Linked DNA regions of Zea mays: region 2 is linked to region 1. A link is a contact called in public Hi-C data. All regions are on one chromosome and are shown on one strand. The core of a region is the stretch at or near the end of the contact, and the rest is flanking DNA. Distances in the headings are between cores, read along the strand shown.

Region 1 (7,178 bases), core at 1,902-4,401:
ATATTTATGCTTTTACCAAATACGGAGCAACTACTACGTACCTAACGAAAAAAATTAGAGCAATTTATAAAGCAAAACTAAGAGTGCCTTGAAATTTGTATTTCAATACAAGCGATTGAGCAGGGGACATGTTTAAGGGGCCTGTTTGGATCTCAATAGCTAAAGCAAAGGTACTAAAATCTAGTCACTTTAGAAGAAAGATCTAAACAGAAAGGTGACTAAAAGGATAACTTTTTCTAAATAGGCTCTAAGGGCTTGATTGGTTTCTGAACAAGGCACCCTGACTTGGATCGAGCTATAGATAGAGCCATCCAAACAAAAACTGGAGCGGAATGGTTCTGGATCTGAGGAGAATATTCCCTAATTGAAGCCATTCCGTTCTAGTTACTTTGTAACCAAACAATAACAAAATTAGAACAGAACGGTTCCGTTCTACTTGGCTCTTCAACCAAACACTACCTTAGTGACTCGCATCCTCGTAACTTGGCTGAGCTCGAGCAGGCTCTTGTGAGCCAGAAACACAATCGAATCTCTCGCTTGTCACTTTTTGCATTATCTGAATTAGATCGAGCTATAGATAGATCCATCCAAACAAACATAGCTTGCATCGCTACAACAAGATTAGAGAACCAATCACGCACACATATATAAAGATGCTGCATCCTAGGAAGTTAGGAGCCGAGTTCAATCTCATCAGCGAAACCAATCAAGCCCTAATTTGTTGCGCGTAATAAAGATGCTGCATCTTGGGAGCCGAGATCAAATAGTAGTACTCCTAAGCTGTAATTACTAAATATGGAACTAATATGTTGCTTCCGTCCACTTCTAACATGCTACATACATTATATTTATCAGTACACTCAAAAAAAATTGTGCACATGCTTCTGCTTTCCAACTATTTTTCTAAACATTTTGTGTACTATATATTAACTCATACTTTGTCTGTTCCAAATTAAAATTTATTTTAAGTGATTAATAGATTTATACAATACTTGATATATGTGTTTATATTTATCATCATCCATTTAAATATAAACATAAGAACTAAGAGATAAAACAACAACTATTTTGATACAGAAGAAATACATAATATTTATATACAATTTAAAATCTTACGTATGAATTTCATATCACGTGCGTACATAATATTATATATCACGTGCGTACATAATATTATGTAAAATTTAAAATATTGTATACGATAATACGAATTAAATATGGCGCGCAGGGCGACAAACACTACTAACAACTGATGAGTCGTTGAGACATGATGCGGTCGTAGTACAGAAATGCGTCACGCTGCCGTGCTGCCTATGTAGCATGCTGCGCACAAGTTAATCATCTTCGATCGAGGACAATCAACGAAATTTGTGTCCGTCGCAGATGAGCGATAGAAGAGAACTCGGAATAGAACAACATGACTTGGCGCGCACGGTGATGGAACCAGAGAGCCGGGTCAAAATATACAAGCGAACGGGGGATGCAGTCCACTGGGACCACGCCACCGCTACTAGTACTGCTTTGCCTCTGCTTTAAGGTTTGACACAACGAGGCTTTTTTTTAAAAAAACTATACTATCTGTCTAAAGGAACATACATCTTTATTTTTTTCAAAAATTCAATAGTTTTATGTTTGAGAAAATATATAAAATAACACCATATATTTGGAGATTCCTATTAACAACTTTCTGTCTTTTATTTTTTACTTTTCATGATACCCTCATGCACGTTCTCTGCAGAGCCGTACCTGAGAGGTGCGAAGGGTGCGACCACACCGGGCCCAAAAAACAGAGTGTCCTCTAGCCACCAAACGCTAGCATTTTTTTTAGTTAAATCTATCTATCCTAGACACAAATACGTAAAGAGCGATACACTATCGATCAGTCTTGTTTAGATTGTTAAACTAATGTCTCAATTACTTATCAAATACTCTATCCATTCTAAAATAGTATTTGTTTTATCTCTCGATTTTTATGTTTATATTTAACTACATGATGATGAATCCACTAAAGAAGCAAAACGAATTCTATTTTGATATAGATTTGATATAGAGATAGTATTATTTACTGTACACATGATGGTTCTAGCGACGGAGAGAAGATTTTTAAAATTGAAATATTTTTGTGAACAATTTAAAGTCAACAATAACTCAAGAGAGGTTAAATGGCTTGACGATCCTATGAGTCGAAAAGAAATTGTTGAATGAGATTGATCTCAATAATATAATCGATGATTTTGTATCCCAAAATGTTAGAAGATATTTTTAATGATATCAGATAACAAGTAAGTGTTTTTGGCTATATTTTATATTTTTCATCTTATATATATATGGGATAAGGTCTTCAAATCAGATTTCACATCTGTCCTCTAAAAAGTCAGGAACTGCTGTGTGCTCCGCGTGACCTAGACGCTCTGGGCGGCCAACTTAAATTAAAAGTTTATTGATATTAAAAAAAGAGGTCTACAGCTTTTCTAATTACTAATGGAGTAGTATATTTTTTGCTAAAGTCCTTTTCTAGCTAGAGTTTAAAAAAATGTCTCTGTCTCTTTTCCAATTATAAGTAATATGAAGCAATGCTCACGGCGTAGAAGCGCAGGATACTTAACGAATAGAAGCAAAAACGAACCCGAGTGGTGAGACCGTAGTGGCCATCATTGGCCTTCCACAGCCCGGCGCGGACGTAGCTGTCGGCGTGCGGGATCCTGCGGAGAGCGGCGATGGCGAGTCCCACGGCAAGGTCCGCGACGTCGTCGGTGAGCACGTCGGGGGTGTTGGTGACCCGGACCCCGCGCTCGCGGCATCTGGTAAGGTCCACGCAGTCGTAGCCGACGGCGTAGCACGCGATGATCTCGAGCCGCGGGAGGTCGTCGATGAGAGCCGGGTTGCCGCCGAAGCCCGAGCCGCCGCCAATGACCACGGCGCGGATCGATGATGCGTGGGCACGGAGGAATTCTCCACGGCGGTCATGCGGCACCTCCCAGAGGCGCAGGAGGCGGCAGCGGCGATCCAGTTCTTGCTCCAGGTATGTGTCGAGCGGGTGCAGGAGCAGCACACCCAAGGATTCCATCGCCGCTCACTCGCTCAGGCAGCACGCAGGAGTAGTTTAGGGAGGTTGGACTTGGATGGGCAAGGGCGCAAGGCACGTACGGTACAAAAAAGATGGCGACTAGGCTGTTGCTTATGTATGTCGCCAGCGGCTCAATTCCGAGGACATCGTTGAGAGACCAAAATTAATATACAGGTGCCTGTTGATTGTGTATTTGAATTGGAACGCAGCAGCCGGCCAGTTATTTTATTTTGAATGGCTTTGGATCTAACAACTAAAATTTTAATCTTTATCGTATCAAATGTTTGAATGATGATTAATGATATTAAATATAATCTAATTATATAGATGAAGCCTAAAATATGAGATAATTTTTAAAATCTAATTACTTATAATTGATATTTAAATATTTGATATGACACTAATTAAATTTTATTCAGAGCAACCAAACACCCTTTTAGCTGGCATAGAGTTGCCAATTTATTTAGCTGACGACGAGTCTGTCTAAAATAAACCCAAAACATGCCATAGTTTTAAATTATTGCACCACTAGAATAAAACAAAAAAATTTGATAGGAACAGGAACCAACCATATCATTCTTATTTTTTAACTAACAATATACAAGAAAGCTACGTATTATTTTATTCAAATAGAAACAAAACATAAAACATAAACACAAAGAGTTAGGCAAAGAGGCCAATCCAAACGCGAATACACACACAACCAACCATGCCAACAATAAAATAAAGGAATAGTAGTGGTGCACTACAGAAAATAACTTATTTTCGTTGGGTTTATAGTTATTTTTGGCAACATTGTCTTATTCATCATAAGTCTGTGTTATTTTCAGTAACGACCATCAAAAATTAGTTATTTTTGGTGACCAAGAAACAGCAGCCAAAAATAACCCTAGAAATGGTTATTTTCAACGCTATTTTTGACTATCGAAAATAGTTGGTCATGTTCTTATTTTTGGCGGCCGAGCATGGACGCAAAGAATAACCACATAGCTCATGATAAATACTATGTTATGTTGGTCACTCAAAGGCTGTCTAAATAAGAGGCAGTTTTGAACTGGCAAATCTCACATGTGTGACGCACATGGGAAGTGTCGATCAAAAACAGGTGGTGTATATGTTTCATTACTTTGATCTACTATTAAACCAATTAAATATTTCTTTATAGAGCCGAGTCGTAGTTGTTTCTCGTTGACGAACGTGGGACAGAGATGGACAGGCAAGCGAAGCTGTCACACCCAGTTTTAGAAGGCAAACCGAATGCGCCGCGCCTCCCTTCTACGGCGGCGCCATTACCGGCGACCACCAAATTGACACGACAACAGCCCAAACACCAAACCAAGAGATGCTAAACGTAGCTAGGGATCTAGTGAGCTCAGCAAGGACTTCTTACCGAAGGATTGTGTGGCGTAGAGGACCACTACCGATGTCTTGCGGCCCGGCGGTGCTTTCCCAACCCCGGCGACCAATTCCACCGCACAGATCACATGTAGTCGCCGAGCTCTTCCCTGCAATGCCTGTCGTGTTGCCTCGGACGTCCAGGGCACTCCATGAAACAGATAAGGGGAGGAGACGTCGATTCCTAGCAGCAGGTTGACTCTCGGGCCGCTTCACGGCCACGAGGGTCGACGGGGAAGGGTACGAAAGACGAGGTGTTCAAGGGGAATGCGCAAGACAACCCAAGGGCCCCGGCTTTTAATCCCCGAGCACGGAGGAGGCCGACCCGGTCTTCCCAGCATCACGGCGCAAGGTTGTTGCAACAGCTCGTCCGCAAGTTGGGGACGAACGTGACAAGAAGGGCCCACACGTAAGCGACCAACACGACTTGCGCGGACGCAGTGGTTGACGAGTGGGTCCTACTCGCAGTGGCGTAGGGTGCGCGCGGTGCATTCCTACAGCGTGGACCCAGGTGTCAATGAGACAGCGGATGTGAGGGCGCGCGACACGCGCAAGGTGTGCCCGACCGCGTAGGCCCCACATGTCAGCGTCTCCTACATGTTGGGCCGAGCGGGAGGATGTCGGTTTGGGCCGAAACCAGGTCCTAGGCCCATGCGCGGGTATATTCCTTTTTCTTTTCTGATTCTTTTTCTTTTCATTTTTAGATTCCAAACTTTGAATTCAAACTTTGTGGTGAATTTTGTACTCATATTAAATATACAATTTGAACATACCAGTATGGAAGGAATATATATATATATATATATAGTAGTATTCTTCTCTTTCCCTTTCTATATTATTTCCAATTTCTAAATTATAAATTAGGTTAAGTCCCAATTTGGTCATTAATATATATTTTAAGTATTACTATTATTAAATGCATAACCAAATAAACTCCAACATGATACATGGATTATTTATGTTTTATTAGAGAATTATTCACTTTAAATATGCTCCTTAATGATTCTCATGAAATAGAAGGCAATCTACTCGTAACTCTTCTTCTCTCTTCCAGGTAGCTTCATCTTTATTATGCTGACTCCATTGTACTTTGCACATTTTGATCACTTTACTCCTTGTAACACGAGTTAGGGTATCAAGGATCTTGATAGGATACTGAAAGTCACCTAGAGGGGGGGTGAATAGGCGTAATCTGAAATTTACAACTTTAAACACACACTACAAGCGGTGGTAGCGTTAGAACTTAAATCAAGTTCGAGAGAGAGGGGGAAAACAAGTCAAATGGAAATCAAGCGAATGAACACAGTGATTTGTTTTACCGAGGTTCGGTTCTAAAGAACCTAGTCCCTATTGAGGTCGTCACAAAGACCGGGTCTCTTTCAACCCTTTCCGTCTCTCAAACGGCCACTTAGACCGAGTGAGCTTTCTCCTTAATCAAACGGGTCACTTAGACCCCACAAGGACCACCACACACTTAGGTGTCTCTAGCTTTGATTACAATTCACTTGGAACAAGAATGAGGAAAGAAGAAAGCGATCCAAGAGACAAGAGCACAAATGAACACGAACACACACTCTCCCAAGTCACTAGGTGGTTGGAATGAATTTGGGACTTAGAAAGGCTTTGATCTTTGGAAATGTGTCTTGGAGTGAATGCACTAGCTCTTGTATTGAATGAGAACTTCAGAAAACTTGGATGCTTGGAGTTGTGGTGGTTGGGGGTATTTATAGCCCTCAACCACCAAGTAGCCGTTGAGGAGGCTGCTGGCGATGGGTGCACTGGACAGTCAGGTGCGCCACCGGATAGGTCCTGTTCACCGTCCGGTGCGCCGCCACGTCACCCAACCGTTAGGGTTCGGAGCGAAGTCGACCGTTGGAGCTTTGTCTCCTTGCGGCACCGGACAGTCCGGTGCCACACCGGACACTGTCCGGTGCGCCTCTGACTCTGCGGCTCTGACTCTGCGCGCACTGTTCCTCTGTGAGCGGCTTTTGCAGTCGACCGTTGTGCGAGTTAGCCGTTGCTCCACTGGCACATCGGACAATCCGGTGGCACACCGGATAGTGCGATGAATTATAGCGGAGTGTGGCTCAATTTTCTAGAGAGTGGCTGGTTCATCTTCGTACGGACATGGGGCACCGAACACTGTCCGGTGGCACACCGGACAGTCCGGTGCGCCAGTCCACAGCACACTCAAGTCTTTGCTCTGGTTAAAATTTGGTCCCTAACTTGAATCTTTATTGGTTTGTGTTGAACCTTTTTGCACCTGTAGAACATGTATTCTAGAGCAAACTAGTTAGTCCATATATTTATGTTGGGCATTCAACCACCAAAATTAATTGCGGGAAAAGGTTAACCCTATTTCCCTTTCAATCTCCCCCTTTTTGGTGATTGATGCCAACAAAAGCAAATATATAAAGTGCAAAATGAACTAGTTTGCATAAGGTAAGTGCATAGGTTACTTGTAATTAAACAAATTGATAATCTCACTAGATATGAATGGATTGCTTTCTTTTATTTAATATTTTGGACCACATTTGCACCACTTGTTTTGTTTTTGCAAATCTTTTTGGAAAACCTTTTCAAAATCTTTTGCAAATAGTCAAAGGTATATAAATAAGATTGCAAGAAGCATTTTCAAGATTTGAAATTTCTCCCCCTATTTCAAATGCTTTTCCTTTGACTAAACAAAACTCGACTAAACAAAACTCCCCGTGAG
Region 2 (7,178 bases), core at 2,654-5,153, 160 kb after region 1:
GAGACCCACGCCCGCCGTGCCGGTCATCCAGCCCGCCGGAAGACACGCTAGGCCACCCCGAGCTCTGCCCCAAGGTGAGACATCTGTTCTCGTGCTTGGTTTTCCCTATTCACGCCTACCTGTAGCCAATTTGGCCTCGCCGGTGTGTGGCCGCACTTTCTCGCCGTGCCCGCACGGTGTCCGGCCAACCCAACCTCGCCCAGTGCCCCGACGTTGGGCCATATCACTCCCCACCTCCACTGGAACCAGACCGAGCCCTATCGCGGTCGATTGCCTCTCCTAGCGGTCGGAATTCCACACCAGAATTGTGCCGACCCGCCCAGAGCCTTTCCTCCGTCGTTCTCCCGCTCTGACCCTGGTCTCGTGGCCACAACCCCACCAGCGAGTTCGCCGAGTCTTCCTCTTCGTTTCTAGCCAGCCCCGGCGACCCCGGAACCGCCGTAGCACGCACCCGCCCCAACTCCAGCGACCTCACCGCCGCAAAGAGGAGCGGCGCCGCCTGCAGCTAACCAGCCCTCCCGGATTTGATCTCCCCCGTCCGATCTCGATCGCACGGCCGAGATCGCGGGATACCGCTTCACGCCCGTGCGCCCTGTGTCCGGACCCATCGATCAGTCGCCTGTGCCCCTGGCATCGGGCCCGGCCAGTCAGCCTGCGTCCCGCCCTCGGTCGCTGATCGCCCTGGCCCACTGGTTAGTGTGCGCCCGCGCCCGCATCCGCGCTCTCGCCCGCATCCGCGCTCTCGCCCATGGATCTGTTTTCAACCGTTGATCTCAGATCCGACAGCCGAGAAAGCTCGATACCCTTCGCGCGGTGATTTTGTTAAAGAGACCCTCGGTTTAGTTGGAATCAACCCGCCGTCCCTGGTTTTCGCGCGCAGGCCCCTGTAATCTTGCGGATTGAACCCTAGGCTTTTAAATAATTACATAATTAGACCTATTTTTATATTTTAAACTCCCAAACTTGTTTATTTCATATCTTTTGCATATGAACTCCAAATTTAGTGATTCAAATTGCAAAATGTTCATAGAAATATTCTCTGTTTAAATAAATTAGTTCCATTTACTATCTGCACATTCTAATGTTATGGTTAACTATGAACTAGTATATGTGTGGATTTATTCATTTAATAAAATAAATAAAAGGAAAACTCTAGAGGTTAAAGTATATTTAGTCTTGTGAGATTAATAATATGTATTACATGAATCCACCTCTAGTCTAACTTTTAGGTCTTAATAAAATGAATAGAATTAGGTTATGTAATTATGGACAACACTTAAAGAATAATCAACTCCTAAATGAAATTAGTTCATGTTATACTTTGATCTCATTCTTCCTTATTTAATATTGTGCCTTTTTGAGATGTATTCCAATGTTTGTACATGTTTGGTGTGCTGTTCATTTGTACTTTCCAAATGTATTGAATGTATGATCGCTTTATTTAGACAACGAGCAGTCTGTGGTTCCTGAGTGTGTTGCTGAAGACCTCCCTGAGCAACAACCTGGTGAAGGCAAGTGTCCTCTGACCCATTATGTCCCATTCATTTATAATTCATTGTCCTGCATTACATTAGTTAAACCTAAGGATTGACTAGTCTGTATTTACATTATTCTTGTTTACCTTTTGGGTTATCATGGTTAGATTTATGCTATTGCTTTAAATTAATCAATGAACATGATGTAATTATTTATGATACAATGATGTTATCTCGATGATGATATTGTGATACTCTAGGGGGCTCGGGCCATTTTCCTGAGTACCTCTCCGTAAGGACCTGATCGTGGAGTGACCACCCGAGATAACAGTGCAACCATGAGGGTGGAATGGGACGCCCTTAGCTGATTAATTAGATGAACCTGGGATGTAGTTGGCTTTGCCTGAGGACCGTCAATGGGGGCCGAGGCGTAGTGCTCGCTCTGCCAAGGGGGGTGCAGAGGTTCATTCGATTTGGTTTTGTTAGTCACCCACCTTGGGGAGGTGTACTACATTTGTACGACTGGCGAAACCTAACGAGCAGCTATGCACCAGGGGAGTCTTTGTAAAGGCTACATAGTGAAACCTTGCCGACTCTTCTTGGTAGTGTTTGAGGGTTTGATCGACCCGAGGCATAAAGGGATCACAACTTGTGGGTAAAGTGTGCAACCTCTGCAGAGTGTTAGAAACTGCTATATCGGCCGAGCTCACGGTTAAGAGCAGCCTTGGGATTTTCTTTAATTAGAAGAACTTTGGTTACTTTTATGATGATGGTTAATAATGTTGGTTATAATTCTGATCTCTTGTATTTCCTCTTAGAGGGAGTACTTTTGGGTAATAACTGGGTTTATTACTAAAACTTGGCTCTACTAATAGTAATAAATGTTTGACTAAATAAAAGCAACTACTTAACCTCAACCCCACATACAGCTAGTCCAGTTTAGCCAAACGGGACATTTGCTGAGTACGTTGATGTGTACTCACCCTTGCTTTACAAACCACCCCCACCCCAGGTTGTCCCCACTGTACTCAGTGCTCAGGAGGTGATGCTGGTAACATGGAGGACTTGGAGGAGTTCCAGGACTACGACGAATTCTAGTTTTTCTTAGTGGCAAACCCCAGTCAGCTGCCTGTGTAGGCTTATCATCTACGTTCGCTTCTTCGCACTTTGATATTAATGTTGAACACTATGGCTATGTATTAGACTCTGTGGATGTCTTGGACATCTTGATGTAATTAAAGTACCTTTCCGCTATTTACATTGAGCAATGTGTGATGATGTCCAATTATGTAATCGCTGTGTACGTGAGTTTCTGATCCTGGCACGTACATGGTTCGCATTCGGATTACCTTTCAAAAACCGGGTGTGACAAACGCGGACTAGTGGCGTACAAACTTCAACTGCCTAAAACATTATCTGCAGTACATAATGTGTTCCATGTATCCCAATTGAAAAAGTGCCTTCGGATTCCTGATCGAACCATCAATGTGGTGGATGTTGCTTTGGAACCAGATTTGACTTATTCAGAACATCCCATTTGAGTTTTGGATCAGAAGGACATGATCACTCGAAAAAGAACCCTCAAATTCTATAAGGTACAATGGAACCAGCATGCTGAAGATGAAGCTACCGGGGAGACTCAACACTTCTTGCAGGAAAATTTTCCTAGGTTTTTAGCTTCATGTAACTTGTAAGATGTGTATATACTTAACCCTGGGATTAGGGCCTATGGGTGAAAGTAAAGCCAAAATGAGTAATACCTCAAAAGTCATTGGAAAGGTTCATAAGATATTTAGTTTGATGGAATTCAGTGGCACAAAAACCCTAAAGTGCTGAAAAACCCTAAAAGAAACCCTAGAAAACCCTAATTTGTACCCTAGGGTGGTGAATTAAAATTCTCTACACTTTTGTACGAAAATATAAATATCAAAGTGGTAGAATATCAAAAACCAAGTAACTTTTACATTGGAGGACTTTCAAGTAGTATTGTAACACCCTGAATTTTAGGTATAAGAATTTCTTTGCTCTAAACTCAAAATTCAGGTGTTACTCACTCCTTTTTCGCATCTTTTACTTTTTTCTAAACAATGGAGAGTTATTTTGTTTTATATATAAGTGTTATGCTTGGTAAAATAAAACACTAGAGGAGTTTAATTGTTGCATATCATGTTGAAGCACATTTTTGTTTGCTAAATGGTCCTAGTCAATCAGAAGAAGGAAAATACTAAAAAATTCGAGGTATTTGTGTAGTGCACGATCTATATAAATATATATACATATTCATGTATAAATATATACGTATACCTTTATAAAAAAACAAAAAACCGTCTTCTCCCCACACTGCCATGCAACCTAGCCCAGGTGTGGTCGTGTGCTTCGGCATCACGGCTGTGCCGTGGGGACCACTGCCCAGTAGAGCCCACCCACGCTTCGTGCCAAAAACTCACTGCCCCACGCTTGGGATTGCTCGGCAGGGCCTAGTTGTCATCTCCTTCTCTATAACTTCCTCTCCCATGATCCCGCCCGAGCCGGCCACGACAAGGAGCCTCGGCATCTGCCGCACGCTCAAAACAACTGGCCCTGTTCTCCCCTTCCTCAAGCATGGAGGAACCACCCTCGCTTCATGCCAAAGTCATTCCACGCCCAGACCACCTCGTAGCGCGTAGCAATCGCCTCCGCCACCGCCATCCAGAACAGCCTCGACGTCGTCCGCCTCCCAGCGCCCCATTGCGAGACCGTGGCGTTCACTGTCTGCATCCGCGTTTCGCCATTCGTCATTGGCTCGCCTCACCGTCACACGCCAAGGTCAGCATTCCCTCCCGTCTACCCCAACACCCTGCGCCCGACCGCCTCCCATGGTCGGTGCGAGCTTCTTTACACCTACGCCAAGCCCACGACCAGCCTGCCCCCTACGCTAGTCGTTGTAGAGCCACGCCACCGGAGTCCGGCGGAGGCCGCGCTACCACAACCCACCCTGGCTGTAGTGCCACCGGCCTCTACAACCTAGTCGCATGTGCGTAGAGCTGCCCCCACACGCCTGCTCCGGCGAGCAGCAGCCCGGCCACCGTGTGTGCCCGGCGGTTGCAGCCATCCTGCAATGGCACCCCTGCCTAGACCGCCTCTCTCACGATGTCCCTACGCTGCGCCGTGTCTGTGCATGCTAGCCCTGCCCTGCGGGAGCCCGGCCAGCGAGCTCCACCGTGCACGCCATCACCGGCAAGCCGTCGGCACAACCCTCTACCCCCTGCGCGATCCGGTTTTGCCCTGCTGTTAGCGTCGTGCAGGTTGCAATTTGCAATAGAGAAGAAGTAAGCAACTGCTCCGTCTATGATCCATGATGTTTGCATGCGCCTGAGCCCCGCCCCCATGCATAGCGTGCAATCTGCATGCAACCAAGAAATAAAAACCGTCAAGGCCCCTATGGCATGCGCATGCAGCCGGAGTCAACTGAAAACTGCCCCTCATCAGGATCGTGTGCGCCCATGGTCTCTGTGGCCTTTAGCGTGGTACTGCTCCAATCAATAAAAACCTATCATTCACTTTAAATTTACTATTCTTTAAATAGATGACATATTTTTGCGTTAAACATTCGTTTTTGTCTATTTCAGTTGCGTTAACTCTGTAATAATATTTTGTGTATATTAAAAACATTACGTTACCGTGACACATGTTTTAATTGATTAATTATTTGTCTATTAGTTGGCTATTAAAATGGAAATTTAATAAAACTCATGTATAGTTTAAATTTACGTTTTTCTAAATACAAGTTAATGTGACAAATATCAACGCAGATGATTGTAAATTAATACTTGTTTAGTATAAACATTACATCTATTTGGTGATTCTCGCGTGACGGCGTGCTGTTTGCGTTCGTCGCCGTCATCCGTTTGAGTGTATCGCGTGTGCCATTTTCACGTGTTGCACGTGCTATTTCACATAGCGCGTGTGCTATACGCGCACGTCATAGCGCGTCGTCCGCGCGCTGTTTTCAAGCATTGTCACGTGTCGCGTGCGCGATCCACTTACATTAGATAATCGTTTCGCTATAATCGTTCATGCTTATTAATTAATTCTCGTTTAATCGTTGACTAATTGATAATTCAATTTATCTAAAATATATTACGCAAATAATTTATATTAACTAAAATCAACTTAGAAAAATAATTTTGCACCTTTAATCACAATTTAGTAGTATTCGTTGGTCGCGTCGTTTGTTAGCCGCGAATGGTCAGTTATTTGATATATAATGCGTCGTAAACCCATTTCTACTCATCTTTGTCACGTGCTGAGTCGCTCGTCGTTCGCGCTCGCACTGTTTCGTGTGTCGTCCACGTGCTATGTCACGCGTGTCTGCGCGCCGTTCGCATGTTGTCGTACTGTTTCGCGCGTTGCCGCACACTAAGTCGTGTGTGTCTGCACGTCGTTCGTGCATCGTTCGCATGTGTCGTTCCCGCGTGTCGCGCGCGTCATTTTCGCGGGTAGCGCGCGTTGCCTCGCGTATCGCGTGCTGTCTGCGCACAATATTTAATCGTTCGCATAAAATCATCCTTGTCATATAATTAACTGTATGTTTAATTGTCTAGTAGTAAAATAGCAAGTTAGTCAAAACTAAGTAGTAGATATTATTTATATTTGATAAATGTTGAATTAAATGTTCTAACTAATACTTGTTTAGTGTAAACACGACAACCTCTCAACCGTAGCTCAGACTATCGCGTTTCTTTTCCTCGTGTGACCGTAGTAGCGAGCTCTATTTCGTATTGCATGTTTTCATTATGTTTTCTTTGGTATGGTGTAATGATCTTATGCAAATATGTGTTTGTTTGCTTATGCTTGTTCGTCTTCGCTTCGCGTTGCGATTAGATTGAGATCCGTTTTCGAGCTTCGAGGGATCGGTGATCAAGCGTTGGCGACCAAGTGGTCAGGCTTCTCGAGTTCTATAAGGTTGAAGACCCTAAGCATCTGTTTGGTGAAGGCAAGTGTCCTCTGACCTATTATGTCCCATTTACTTTATAATTCATCAACCCGCATACCATGATCAACCTAAGGATTGACTAGTATTCTGTTTTCCAGTCCTTGTTTACACTTTGGGAATTGATTATCATGATTAGTTCTATGCTAGCGCTTTACTTTAATCAATGAACATGATGAGATACAATGATGATACTATGATTTTATTCTGGATATGAAGATATATTGTGGCATTTTAGGGGACTTGAGCGGTTTCTCGAGTGCCTCTCCGCAAGGACCTGTTCGTTGGATGACCACCCGAGAAAACAGTGCAACCATGAGGGTGGTATGGGACGCCCTTAGCTAATTAATTAGAGGAACTGAGGTGTAGTTCGCTTCGCCGTCGTGCCGTCAATGGGGCTTGGTGTATGCGGCTCGCTCTGCCGAGGGTGGATTGCCCCTTGGAGAGGAGTGCGGTACATTTAGGAAACCTAACGGGCGGCTACAGCCTCAGGGAATCTTTGTAAAGGCTTCGTAGTGAATCCTTGGCCATTCACCTCGGGAGTGAATAAGGGTCTTGAAAGCTCGGGCTAGAGAGGGAATCACGGCTCGTGGGTAAAGTGCCCAACCTCTGCAGAGTGTTATGAAACTGATATATCAGCCGTGCTCGCGGTTATGAGCGGCCAAGGGAGCTCCATTGATTAGAGACACATTGATCATAGATACTTTATTTACAGGTGATGATGAGGATAA

What was found. A called contact is a pair of places that touch in the nucleus more often than the background predicts.
Region 2: a contact with region 1 is called in a Hi-C map of leaf, with 4 times the contacts expected there. The contact joins the enhancer-like site here to the promoter of LOC100281069 in region 1. A contact is called at or near these places in 2 of 25 Hi-C or Micro-C datasets (endosperm and leaf).

The regions. Positions count from the first base shown.
Region 1 is chr1:144,255,561-144,262,738 of Zm-B73-REFERENCE-NAM-5.0, forward strand. It overlaps LOC100281069 (glyoxylate reductase), which reads right to left and starts at 3,152. Exons shown (of 2, transcript NM_001153988.3): 1 at 2,627-3,152. The coding sequence starts at 3,067.
Region 2 is chr1:144,416,363-144,423,540 of Zm-B73-REFERENCE-NAM-5.0, forward strand. No RefSeq gene overlaps it. Among protein-coding and RNA genes, the nearest start is that of LOC100285776, 30 kb to the right of the region's middle. Within about 2 kb of position 3,904, at least 14 of the 20 cell types and tissues checked have an H3K27ac peak or open chromatin away from gene starts, as enhancers often do. A contact at or near this core is called in endosperm and leaf, where this site is marked.